Linked DNA regions of Mus musculus: region 2 is linked to region 1. A link is a contact called in public HiChIP or PLAC-seq data. All regions are on one chromosome and are shown on one strand. Each heading gives the region's core, a stretch centred on a gene start, on an enhancer-like site or on the middle of the called end of the contact. The rest is flanking DNA. Distances are from core to core; before and after follow the strand shown. Region 1 holds the start of Prr13 (proline rich 13). Region 2 has its middle 5.3 kb from the start of Gpr84.

What was found. HiChIP or PLAC-seq counts read pairs in DNA pulled down with a chosen protein or histone mark.
Region 2: a FOXA1 HiChIP or PLAC-seq map of pancreatic cancer cells shows a contact between it and region 1. The contact joins the enhancer-like site here to the promoter of Prr13 in region 1. A contact is called at or near these places in 2 of 39 promoter capture datasets (hippocampal neurons and pre-B cells), 1 of 484 Hi-C or Micro-C datasets (embryonic stem cells) and 3 of 115 datasets of contacts at active chromatin or transcription factors (bone marrow-derived macrophages, microglia and pancreatic cancer cells).

The regions. Positions count from the first base shown.
Region 1 is chr15:102,456,203-102,461,401 of GRCm38.p6, reverse strand. It overlaps Prr13 (proline rich 13), which reads right to left and starts at 2,232. Exons shown (of 4, transcript NM_001170911.1): 1 at 2,147-2,232; 2 at 1,256-1,294; 3 at 683-1,032. The coding sequence starts at 1,274. It also overlaps the pseudogene Gm24128.
Region 2 is chr15:103,302,198-103,308,075 of GRCm38.p6, reverse strand. No RefSeq gene overlaps it. Among named protein-coding and RNA genes, the nearest start is that of Gpr84, 5.3 kb to the left of the region's middle. Within about 2 kb of position 2,690, at least 354 of the 459 cell types and tissues checked have an H3K27ac peak or open chromatin away from gene starts, as enhancers often do. A contact at or near this core is called in bone marrow-derived macrophages, hippocampal neurons, microglia and 1 more, where this site is marked.

The DNA.
Region 1 (5,199 bases), core at 983-3,482:
ACGGAGCAAACAAACACGGGCATAAAGTCTATTCGAAGCCTCAAGTTTCAGACTGAGGTCTTCCTGAGTCCTCAGGGGAACTCCCCCCCTCACTAATGGGTTCCTGTGGAAGGACTGTACTGGTCTTGTGAAGGAAAATCCCCTTTCACCCCAGGCTTTGCTGGAGGCTGAGTCACAGAAGGCTCGTCCAGGGAATTAACTCAGTACCAGGGAATACTGAAGGAGATAAAGAAAATCCAGGAACTAAGGGCCATATGACCACTCAGTAAACTATTATGCTTTGTCACTGTGCTTTGTCACTCTTTTGACATTTAGACAACCTCAGTGGGTGTGTCCAATTTACCAAAGGATACACCCGGGGTGGGTGAGGGAAGTTACTGGGAAAGAGTTAGGTAAAGAAGGTCGAGGGCTTTTGGCACAGAAATCCTCCCCGCACCCCTTCACTTTTCCTTGGCAGATGGGAGTGATCTGATGCCTCAATATTACTAAACTCCTTTCAGGAGGATCCCCTTACTTAAAGGAAAAACCATCTACATCTGCTAAAGCGACAAGGTTGCGGGCTACCGCTCCCACACACCATCGCCTGTGCCCACAAACCGTGAAAGTCCTTCCCCAACTCCTGATCACCCCTGGTCCCTCTGAACGGAGCTCCTTCCCCAGCCAGGCTCCAGATGACACTGACCTTCCCGTGCTTGTGATGCTTGTGCGACTTCTTATGAGCTTTCTTCATTTTCTTCCGAGTCTTCTTGTCTATCACGATTCCGGGACCCACCATGCCAGGAGCCGGAGGATTCACGGGGCACATGCCAGGAGCAGGTGGTGGGTATGGGGGAGGGTAGGGACCTGAGGGTTGGTATCCTGGACACCCTGGTTGTGGTACAGGATAAGGGGGACGACACGGAGGGAAAGCTGGGTTTCCCTGGGGAATTCCGGGAGGACAGGGGCCAGGGGGAAAGGCAGGATTGAGAGGTGGTGGACAGGCAGGATTGGAACCTCCTGGGCACACAACTTGGGGTGGATATGGATTCGGTCCTGGAAGAAGAATCCGAGAATAAAGATTAGAACTGTCCGGAACCTCTATCAACACATAATACAAATCACTACCGTTCTTAAGCCTTATGGAAAGGCAGAACTTGGTAACTAGCAGTGGTCCGGTGGCTTTGCTTTTGCTTGGGGCTGCGGGGATAGATAGAAACTTCCTGTTTCATTGCAAAATGGGCTGGGGCAGGTCAGAGGAGAGCCCCCAGGAACTTACCAGCATTAGGATTCCACATGTCGAGATGTTAGCTCAAGCCTAGGAAGTAAACCAGGCAAAGTCTGAAGGTTCCAGGAAGGGAGGAGGATTTTCGAGAACCCGAGCCCCACCCTACAGCCTCCACCCTACCAAGACTCTCACAGATAAACCTCCACTTAAAAATGGGCTGCACTCTGGAAACAGAGGCAGGTGGATCTCTGAGTTCCAGACCAGCCTGGTCGAAAAAGAGTTACAGGACAGCTAGAGCTACCCTGTGTCAAACCCAAAACAAAAGGAAATGAAAAAAAGTTCCCTGCTGGGCGTGGGGGTGCACACCTTTAATACCAGCACTTGGGAGGCAGAGGCAGGCGAATGAGGCCAGCCTGGTCTACAAAGTAAGTTCCAGGACAGCTGGAGCTATACAGAGAAACCCTGTCTCGAAATAACAAAAACAAACAAACAAACAAAAACAAAACAAAAAAAAAAGTTCCCTTTTTCTTTCCCGCATCCTCATAGCCTACTCTAGCCCAGGATTTAAATCACAGGAACTCTCTTCCCAGGGCCCCTCCCACTTTCACTATCTCACCTGGATGGAGAAGTCTCATTTCCCTCTCCCTGGAAAGGGACCGGAGGCCTTTAAGCATCCGTAGTGTGAGATGGGACCTAAACTCCCTGCTCGCCCCGGGGGCACCCCTGAAGTGAAGCTAAAATAAACAAATAAATAAAAATAAATAAATAAACAAACAAATAATCCCATCCTGAATATCAAGAAAGACACTCCAGGTCCCAAAACTCTTAGAACACACACACAACCCCCAAAGAGCAAATGGAGTTCTTAGTTCTCAGGAATAAATGGATCCCTGGCCCAGCTAAGAGGAGAGATGGAATTTGGGAGGCCAGATGCCCTGTCACCTTCCCAGATCGCCAGCCCGCTCCTGTCCTCCTTCTCAGTCTGGGTTCGCACTTCCTGGTCACTCCTATTCATTCTATACTTCCGCACCGCCCCTGTGACCTAGTTAATAATTATGTGATCACTTTGACACGATGATTGGAGAACTGACTTGTCAATCGCTGTGGTCCAACTAAACAAGGAGGAAACCGTTGCGCTGGCCGCCAGGCGGAGCCTTAGGGAGAAAACATTGCGTTGTGAAATACATACAGGTGAAATACGGAGACGCAGCGGAAATGCTCCTTAGGGCGGGACCGAGGCGGGGTCAGCTCCAAGCAAGGACCTGAGCCAACGAGATAAACTCTCACTGTTTTTTTTTGTTGTTGTTTTGCTTAAATTTTAAGATTTTTTTTTTTAATGTGTATGAGTGTTTTGCCTCAGTGTATGTGCACCAAGTGCCTGCTTGATGGGTAGACTTGTCTGTAACCTAGCATTTTGGAAATGGAGGAAGAGAATCAGAATTTAAAGACAATATTAGCTTCTTAGGGAACCCTACATAAAACCTCAGAGAGAGCTCTGTCATGATGGCACAACACCTTTAGTCCCTGAACTCAGGAGGCAGAGGCAGGTGAATCTCTGAGTTTGAAACCAGCATGGTCTGCATAGTGAGTTCCAAGACAGCCAGAGCCACACAGACCAGCCCTGTCTCTGACTCGGAAAATAACAACAAAAACAAACAAACAAAAAAAGGCCTCAGAGAACAAAAGGAGGAAGTTCTGCTGAGTCCCAGCCCTGGGCTTCAATGTTGCCAGCTGCTAGAACCACAGCCTGTGGTTCTTTTTTTGTAGAAAGATAAGAGACAGGGTTTCAATGTGTTCAGCAGATGGTGCAGTTATAGTTTCATGTCATTGTTCTGGGTAACTAAGTGAATTCATTTTTGGTTTTGATGTTTTTGAGACAATCTACCAGTATGACTTGGGTTGACTTTGGATGAAAAGCAGTCATCCCATATCTCTCTCTCTCTCTCTCTCTCTCTCTCTCTCTCTCTCTCTCGGGTGCTAGAAAAACAAAAGCAAGCCACAACTCTCAGAATTTTTTTTTTTTGGTTTTTCGAGACAGAGTTTCTCTGTATAGCCCTGGCTGTCCTGGAACTCACTTTGTAGACCAGGCTGGCCTCGAACTCAGAAATCCACCTGCCTCTGCCTCCCGAGTGCTAGGGTTAAAGGTGTGGGCCACCAAGCCCAGCTAACCCCAGCACTTTGCAGATAGGGCTTACAGGATCCTGAGTTCAAGGTCACCCTTGGCAACACAGAGAGTTTTAGGTCATCCTGCGCTACATGAGACCCTGTTCATAGATAAAATGATGAATAAATCAAGGACTTTCCCACAAGCCACACAAGGCCTGGACCTTAGCTGTCTACATTCCTCTCCCCACCCTCTACACTTTTATTTTATTTTATTTTATTTTATTTTATTTTATTTTTTTTTATTTTTTTTCCAAGACAGGGTATTCTCTGTATAGCCCTGGCTGTCCTGGAACTCACTCTGTAGACCAGGCTGGCCTCGAACTCAGAAATCCTCCTGCCTCTCCCTCCCGAGGGCTGGGATTAAAGGCATGCGCCACCATGCCCGGCACTTTTATTTATTTTTGAGACAGGATCTCACACTCAGTTTAGGATGGCCTCAGCCTGCTATGTTGCCAAGATGATCTCAAACTTTTACAAATATTTACAACAATTTTTATTAGGTGTGATAACTATTCTTGGTTGTCGGGACACACCTTTTTTTTTTTCTTCTTAACCTGAAGTAGGTGAATAGATTACTTAATCTAGATTTTGAAGTGGGAAGACACACCTCTAACCTGGGCCATACCATCTGCTGGAAACCTAGATAAGGACACTGAAGAAGGACACTTTGCTCTTGGCCAGTTTGTTCTCTCCTGGAAAGGAAAGTCCATTTCTTTACCGGCATTAAAGCCTAGTTCTTTGGGAGTCCACCATGTACTGAAGACATCCAAGCACGTGGACTGTACTGGACTGTTGGACTTCCTGCTTACAGCCAGTCATTGTTGGATTTGCTGGGTTGCAGCCTGTAAATCATTCTAATAAATCCTGCTTACCTGCATCTATATCTCTGCCTATATATTTATAGATAGAAATTAATACATTAGGGTAAGATGAAAATTTATTCTTTTTTTTTTTTTTTTTTTGCTTTTTCCGAGACAGGGTTTCTCTGCGTAGCCCTGGCTGTCCTGGAACTCACTTTGTAGACCAGGCTGGCCTCGAACTCAGAAATCTGCCTGCCTCTGCCTCCAAAGTGCTGGGATTAAAGGCGTGTGCCACCACGCCTGGCTTGAAAATTTATTCTTAATGTATACATTCGGGGATGTATAAGAGTACACTGAAGCCATTTTCAGAAACACCAGGAGAGGGTAATCAGATCCCATTACAGATGGTTGTGAGCCACCGTGTGGTTGTTGGGGGTTGAACTCAGGACCTCTGGAAGAGTGGTCATTGCTCTTAACTGTTGAGCCATCTCTCCATCCCAAAATTGTATTCTTAATGTATAGAATATGAAGGAAAACATATATATTTATTTTTTTAAAGAAAGCTTTTTAAAATATATGAAATGCTTCCCAACTTTGTGGGTTACCCTTGTACAGGGACAACAATAATCTCTGTATTGTTTTAATTTAGTGTTTGTGCTGTAGAAGCAATGTAGTATATGTGCTGTTTGTCTGTCTGTTCGTCTGTATGTGCACCTGTGCATGGAGGTGCCCACAGAGGCCCGAAGAGGGCCTCGGGTACCCTAGAGCGAGAATTATGGGCATCTGTGAACTTGCTAATAGGAGCACTGGAAACTAAACCCTGGTTCCCTGAAAGAGCAGCAAGTGCTCCTAACTTAGCCCTCTCTCTCCAGCCTCTGACTTTGAAATGTTGATCCTCCCTGCCTGCCTACAGCTCCAGATCAGCTCCGGCCTCCACCTTCCCTGTGCTAGGATTACAAGGACCTGCCACACTGCTTATGCAGTGCTAGGGATGGAACCCAGGGCTTCCCGAATGTTCTGTAAGTACTA
Region 2 (5,878 bases), core at 1,441-3,940, 850 kb before region 1:
TACTGACACGACCTCCCTAATGCTAGGATTACAGTCATGCACTGCCTTGACCAATTTTTACATAAATGTTGGAGATACAGACACAGATTCTATATTTGCATAATATGCACTTCGAAGCCTACTTCCCTAACTCCGCATTGAATGCTTTTAACGTCCAGGAGTGGTTACGTGAGAAAGGAGGATTTAGGCCAGAGTCAGAACTGGAATTTAGTAGTTGAGATTTGGGGTGACCTGTGTCAAAGCCATTTAGAGAGCAGCTATCCAGGGATAGATGTAGCCTGTGACTGACAGGGTTCCAGATAGAGAATTAGCTTTCTCTCTCCCTTTTATTTTTCCTTTGAGACATCATCATATGTAGCCCAATTTGCCCTCAAATTCAAGATCGTCCTGCAACGAGAGCCACAGAGTAATTACAGGTGTGTGCCTTTTTCCTTAATAAAACAGCCCTTAACTGCTCACCACTACTGCCAAAATCCTCCATCCAGGCCAGGAGGTTTATTCAACACTACAGGTTATACCCTTGCAGTGAATCCTGCCCACTGCACCCCATACAAGGGGATAGTCAAGGTGGAGCCTGTGCTCCGGGGAAATGGAACCAAGCTTAGCGGGTGGCCGCTGTACCTGGAGGCTCTCTTCCTCCATTTTTCCTCTACGGGCTGAAGAAAGCCCCACAGGGCACACCCCTGACTTCTCAAGCACCACCATTCTGTAAATACGGCCTGAAAGCACAAAGACCACCAGGTGGCGCTGTTTCCCTGTGCTTCCTTTTTTACTTCCGGTTGAGTATTGTAAGTGCCAGCAAGATCCCTGACCAGGGGTGGAGGCCCAGGATTTGAATCAGCATACTTGAATACTAGAAAATGAAGACTGAGGAAGGATGTTTTGTTTTTTGATAATTTTACCATGTGGAGCTCATGGCCCTACAGCCTCAGACCTCAGAGTGCAAATTTACAGGCATGTAATCCTTGCTGAAACCATTGGTTTTCTTTTAATTTCATTTGAAACAGGCTATCACTATGTAGCTGATGCTGGCCTTGAATACTTGGTCTTCCTTCTTCAGGATCCAGAAAAAAAAGGGAGGTGGGGGGACTGTGTATGAGTCATCATGCTGAAGTAGTAGAGCCTCTACCTTTATCTAAGGTGGGACAGGGTACTGGGTGAGCACCAAGAGACCACTGAGAATGGGATGTTTGAGCTGGGTTGGTTGACAAGATGCCCCGCTGCATACGGCCTCTTCCTATCCCCAAATGCCTGGTTTGAAACAACAAAATCTTGAAGAATTGAAATGAAAATAAAAAGACAAAATAAAAAGACACTCCGGCTGGGCAGTGGTGGCACATGCCTTTAATCCCAGCACTTGGGAGGCAGAGGCAGGTGGATTTCAGAGTTCGAGGCCAGCCTGGTCTACAGAGTGAGTTCCAGGACAGCCAGGGATACACAGAGAAACCCTGTCTCAAAAAAAAAAACAAACAAACAACAACACCAACAAAAAGACAGTTCAACTCCACCCCCTCCACCCCCAACCCCAATGAGGACCAGTAGTCTATCTTGCTAATCCAGAGCCCGTGTTTCTAGATGTTCTTCACGGCCCACAAACAAATAGCAAGCTGAGGCTACAGAGACGGGATTCAGACAGGCCAGGTGCAACCTGGGACTGTGCAGCTGAGGCTAGGCCAAAGACCCGAGTGACACTTCCATGAACTTGAGACCTCTGGACCACTCTAGGCTTCAAGTTTCATGATCTGTAGAAAGCTGAGAGTAGGGGACACTCTTTGTAGTGCTAAATTCTGCAAAGATGTTTCATGTAGGCATAAAATTCCCATGACAATCAATTATACTTTCTTACAAATGGGAAAACAAATACTAACAGGTTAATTTGTTCAAAGTCAAAGGGCTAGTAAGTGATAAACTGTGGTTTGAGGGCAAAGTCTAACCAGAGCTGTTACCAGCAATAAAGACTAACCACTACAAAACAGCTGCGTTGCTGAAGCTAGGTCATATGATCAGGCAAACCCTAAAAGTCCTTCCCATTCAGTCCTTCCAAGATCTTGAAGGTTGACAACTCTCTGAAGGCTTGTAAAAGGGTTCTTTTTTCACATTCCTTGAAGGCAATTCAAAATCTTCCTCAGAGTAGAGGGAACAGCGATAGGGATTGCAGTTAGACATCAGAGTGGCTTCCTAATCTTCAATTGCGGGAGGGTTGGGGGGCTGGGGAATGACTCAGAGGACACAAGAGTCCCAAAACCGAAGGACAGAAATTTAGCAAGCAAGCTGCTTTCTCACCCTTCACCCTCTGCACACATCTCCGTTCCTAATTTCAATAAAGGCTGAGCTGGAAGAAAGAAAACGGAAAGCGAGGCTTTCTGGGGTATTCTCTCTTGGGGCGTGAGTGTTAGGATGGGACCCAGTCAATGCCTGTACACCCACCACTATCTTTGTCAGTCACCCGCGGGAGCCCGCGCCCTGTCGAAGCCTGTCTTTGTCCCTCTCCATTTGGGCGTCTCTCGAGCAGACTGCAGTCTCTCGCCTGCCCGCGCCACCCGCCCGCGCCCGCGCCCGCGCCCGCCCGAGGGTCCCCGATTCGCGCCTCCCCCACGGCCCCGCCTGCCCGCTCGCAGCACACTCTCTCTCTTTCGCTGTCTCCTGCAGACAGATTTATGGTCAGCCCAGAGTCTCTCATTGGCCGAGCTCTGACAGGACTTGATTTAACGCCACGTTTCATTGGCTGATCTTGACAGGCCGATTTACGAGTCGCGATGCTATTGGTCCAGCGGCCTCGGCCCTGATTTACAGCCTGGTGGGCGCCGAGGGGGGTGGGGCGCGGCTGGGAACGAGGCCGCGCGCCCCTCCCCCGCATCCCTTGTACTCGCGTGCTCGCCGCGCGTGCCCGTCACGCCGCTTCCGGAGCGGCTCTGCGAGTGACCGGCCGAGACAGCGGGGAATTTGGCGGGCCGGAGGCCGGCGGCGCGCAGCCCGTGGGAGCTGTGTCGCGTTTGTTGCGCGGGACCCCTCCCAACCCCCCCTCCCACTCCCACCCCAGCTTAGATTTACGAGCTCAGGCTCGGCCTTCAGGAATTAGGAATATTTATGCTTCTTTGAGGTTTGGAGGGTGATAAATAAGGGGCCGCTGGGGTACAGTGAGAGCTCCTATTTCGGACGGGGCCACTTTCCCAAGGACCCTACCAGCGGCTCCCTCTCATCTTGAGCCAGAGGGAGCCCCAGGGCTGTGGGTGGTGGGCTTCAGAAACCAGTAAGAAAGTTAGAAAGGTACGGCCCTTGAGAACCCCCTCCGATGCCTGCAGTTTTGCAGCAGAAAGGATGGAAGGCAGGTCAGGGAAGAACTTTGTGAGCATCGTTCTTGGAGACCCTGGAGGGCGGTTACAGCCTTTCTGCAGAGGACCGAGAGAAGTGTGCTCTCTTCCTGTGCCTCTTAAGTTCAGTTGCTGAGGAATGAATTGGAGACAGCAAACACAAGCAGATTTCTAGGACTTGATGTCTCCCTCACAGAGAAGGGATTTGTCTGGATCCCTGGGAAAGGAGGCTAGGAATGTGGCGCCCAATGCATCTCCTAGGAGCCGCGGTTCCCAACCTGTCCACTCCCACTGCTGGCTGAAAATTAAAAACACTCCTTGCCCTGGGCCTCCGGGAAAAGAGGGAGGGAAGAAGGATCTGCCTAAGGATCCACATGCCTTCTCTAGTCCTCAACCACTGGCCAGCAACGTCTTTGCTCAAGGTTTGGAGAGTTAGCAGACAAAGATAGAGGCTGTGACATAAGGGAGGTCCACAGAGAACTGGGAAAGTCACCCTGCCTCCCCACTCCCCATGCCCTCGGTGACACTGGCCTCAGCAAGGATGGCCACAGTATACATATGCACAGGCTCCAGCTTGCTGTCCCCACCTCCTCCCACTGAGAGGAGGGAAAGAGAAGGGTCTAGACTGGCCCTTTAAGAGCCACTTAGGGTCAGAAAGCCTGGCCTACACAGAGAGGAAGGAGCTGATGTCAGAAGACGGATGGGCAGCAAGATGGGGATTGATGCTAATGGGGGAGTTAAAGCTAAGTACCCAGACACTCAGAGGGCAAAACTGCAGATCTGTCTTCCTTATGCTCACCTCCCCCCAACACCAAGGCTGTAAATCTGCCTCCTCAATCGGGGGATGAGAGAATAAGGAAAAAAGACAGGATCTCTTCTCCCTTTTCCTGCCCCCCCCCATTCTTTTGTTTTCTCCCAATCCATTACCCTTCGCAGTAAAATTTCCAACTTCTAGCATTTCATCAGAAATTGAGTCAATGATTGCTCCTCGTAGAGCAGTCTGAAAGCAAACCCCGTTTTCCCTCACCAGTCCTGGGTAGGAATGGATTGGGGTGACTGAGGTGAGGGCTCAGTAGCTCTCCCACCTAGCTCTTGCCTGGAGTTCACTCTAGTGTCTATCCTTGGAAACAGTAAGGTAAGGTGAGCTCTCACCAGGGCACTGGATGCCAGGAGCACCAAGGCTCTGGAGATGTCTCTAAGGGCAGCTGGAGGGGAACCTCAGGATTTATCCACAGAAGATATACAGTCTGGTTTCTCAGAACTTCCTTGGATCATACTGGCCTCTCTTCCAGCACATGTCCTGTCTGCTCAGTGGACAATTTTAGGTCAACTGTGTTTGCTTCAAAGGCAGATTTCTTTGTCCTTTGAGTACCACCTCAGGGGGGAAACTGACTCTCAGGAGTAGGAGCAGTCCTGCTGTTTTATCTTCAGATGGGACTTGCCTCCTGTCTTTCAAGACCCCTATTCCGCTGGTGACCTGACAGGTTTGCCCCGAGAACCCTCTCTATATTAGGAAGCAGCCCTCTGTACCACATCTTCCTAGCCTCAGAAACAGCTGAAGGCCTGGTTGCCTCTGGTTTCCAGTCATGAGAGAATGACCTTGTAACATGGATCTCATCTGTTCACCTCTCAAATTTTCTTTTAGAGGCCAAAAATTGCCTCAGGGGTGTCTTCTCTGTTTTCAGGGAAAAGGGGGAGCCAACTGAGTAAGAACACTGGAGGTTATGGGCAGGAACCAGGAGAGCCCAGCCTTCTAGACCCTTGCATCCGGACCAGTGTCTCCTCCCATCCCAGGGAGGTCAGCCCTTGCCCTCAGCCCTGGTCTCTAGCTGCTTCTCTACACTGGTGATAAATCCTGTCTTTGTCTCTCCTCTGACCCAGGCCCCAGGCAAGTTGGGGGTCAGAGTCTTGGGGGGGGGACACAAGAAGAGTGGGAGGAGAAGAAGGACAGGAGCAGCTGGTGGGCAGCCATGGGGATGTACACTGAGGGGATAGGACCTTTGGATTATTCTGTGGGTCCTGAACATTCCAGCGGGCTTATGTTTCAAGTGAAAAAGCCAGGGCTCCTGAAATGTGGAAGTATCTTCCAAATAGTCCCTGAAGCAGCAAGAATACTGGGACATGGTGTAAGGTACCTCAAAGGAGGCTGCTAAAGGGATAATATTGTGAACACCGTCCTTTTCAGCACCTCGGATTCCTACATGCATGTGTCATGTGCACATGTGCACACACACACATGATTTATGACCTGTCAGCATAAAGCAGCCCAGGAGAGCCAGCCTGCCCCTCGCCCGGCCCCTCCCCAGCAGCCCTTTCTTGCTGTGTCTTTCCTGTCTCCACCTCCATTTTTCCCCCCTGCTTGCTTGCTTTCTTTGTAAGATTTCTCTCCCAGCTTGTCATTTTCATTTCCCTCTCTCCACCTCTGCTTCTGTGCCTTCACTACTTTGGTTTCCTTCTTAGCCCTCTCCTCCCCTTCCCTTATTCTCTTGTGCTCTCCATGTGTCCAGACTCTCACACTCTAAGTCCTGCCACCCCTCTGTCTCAGTTCAACCATGAGCCCTGTTCCA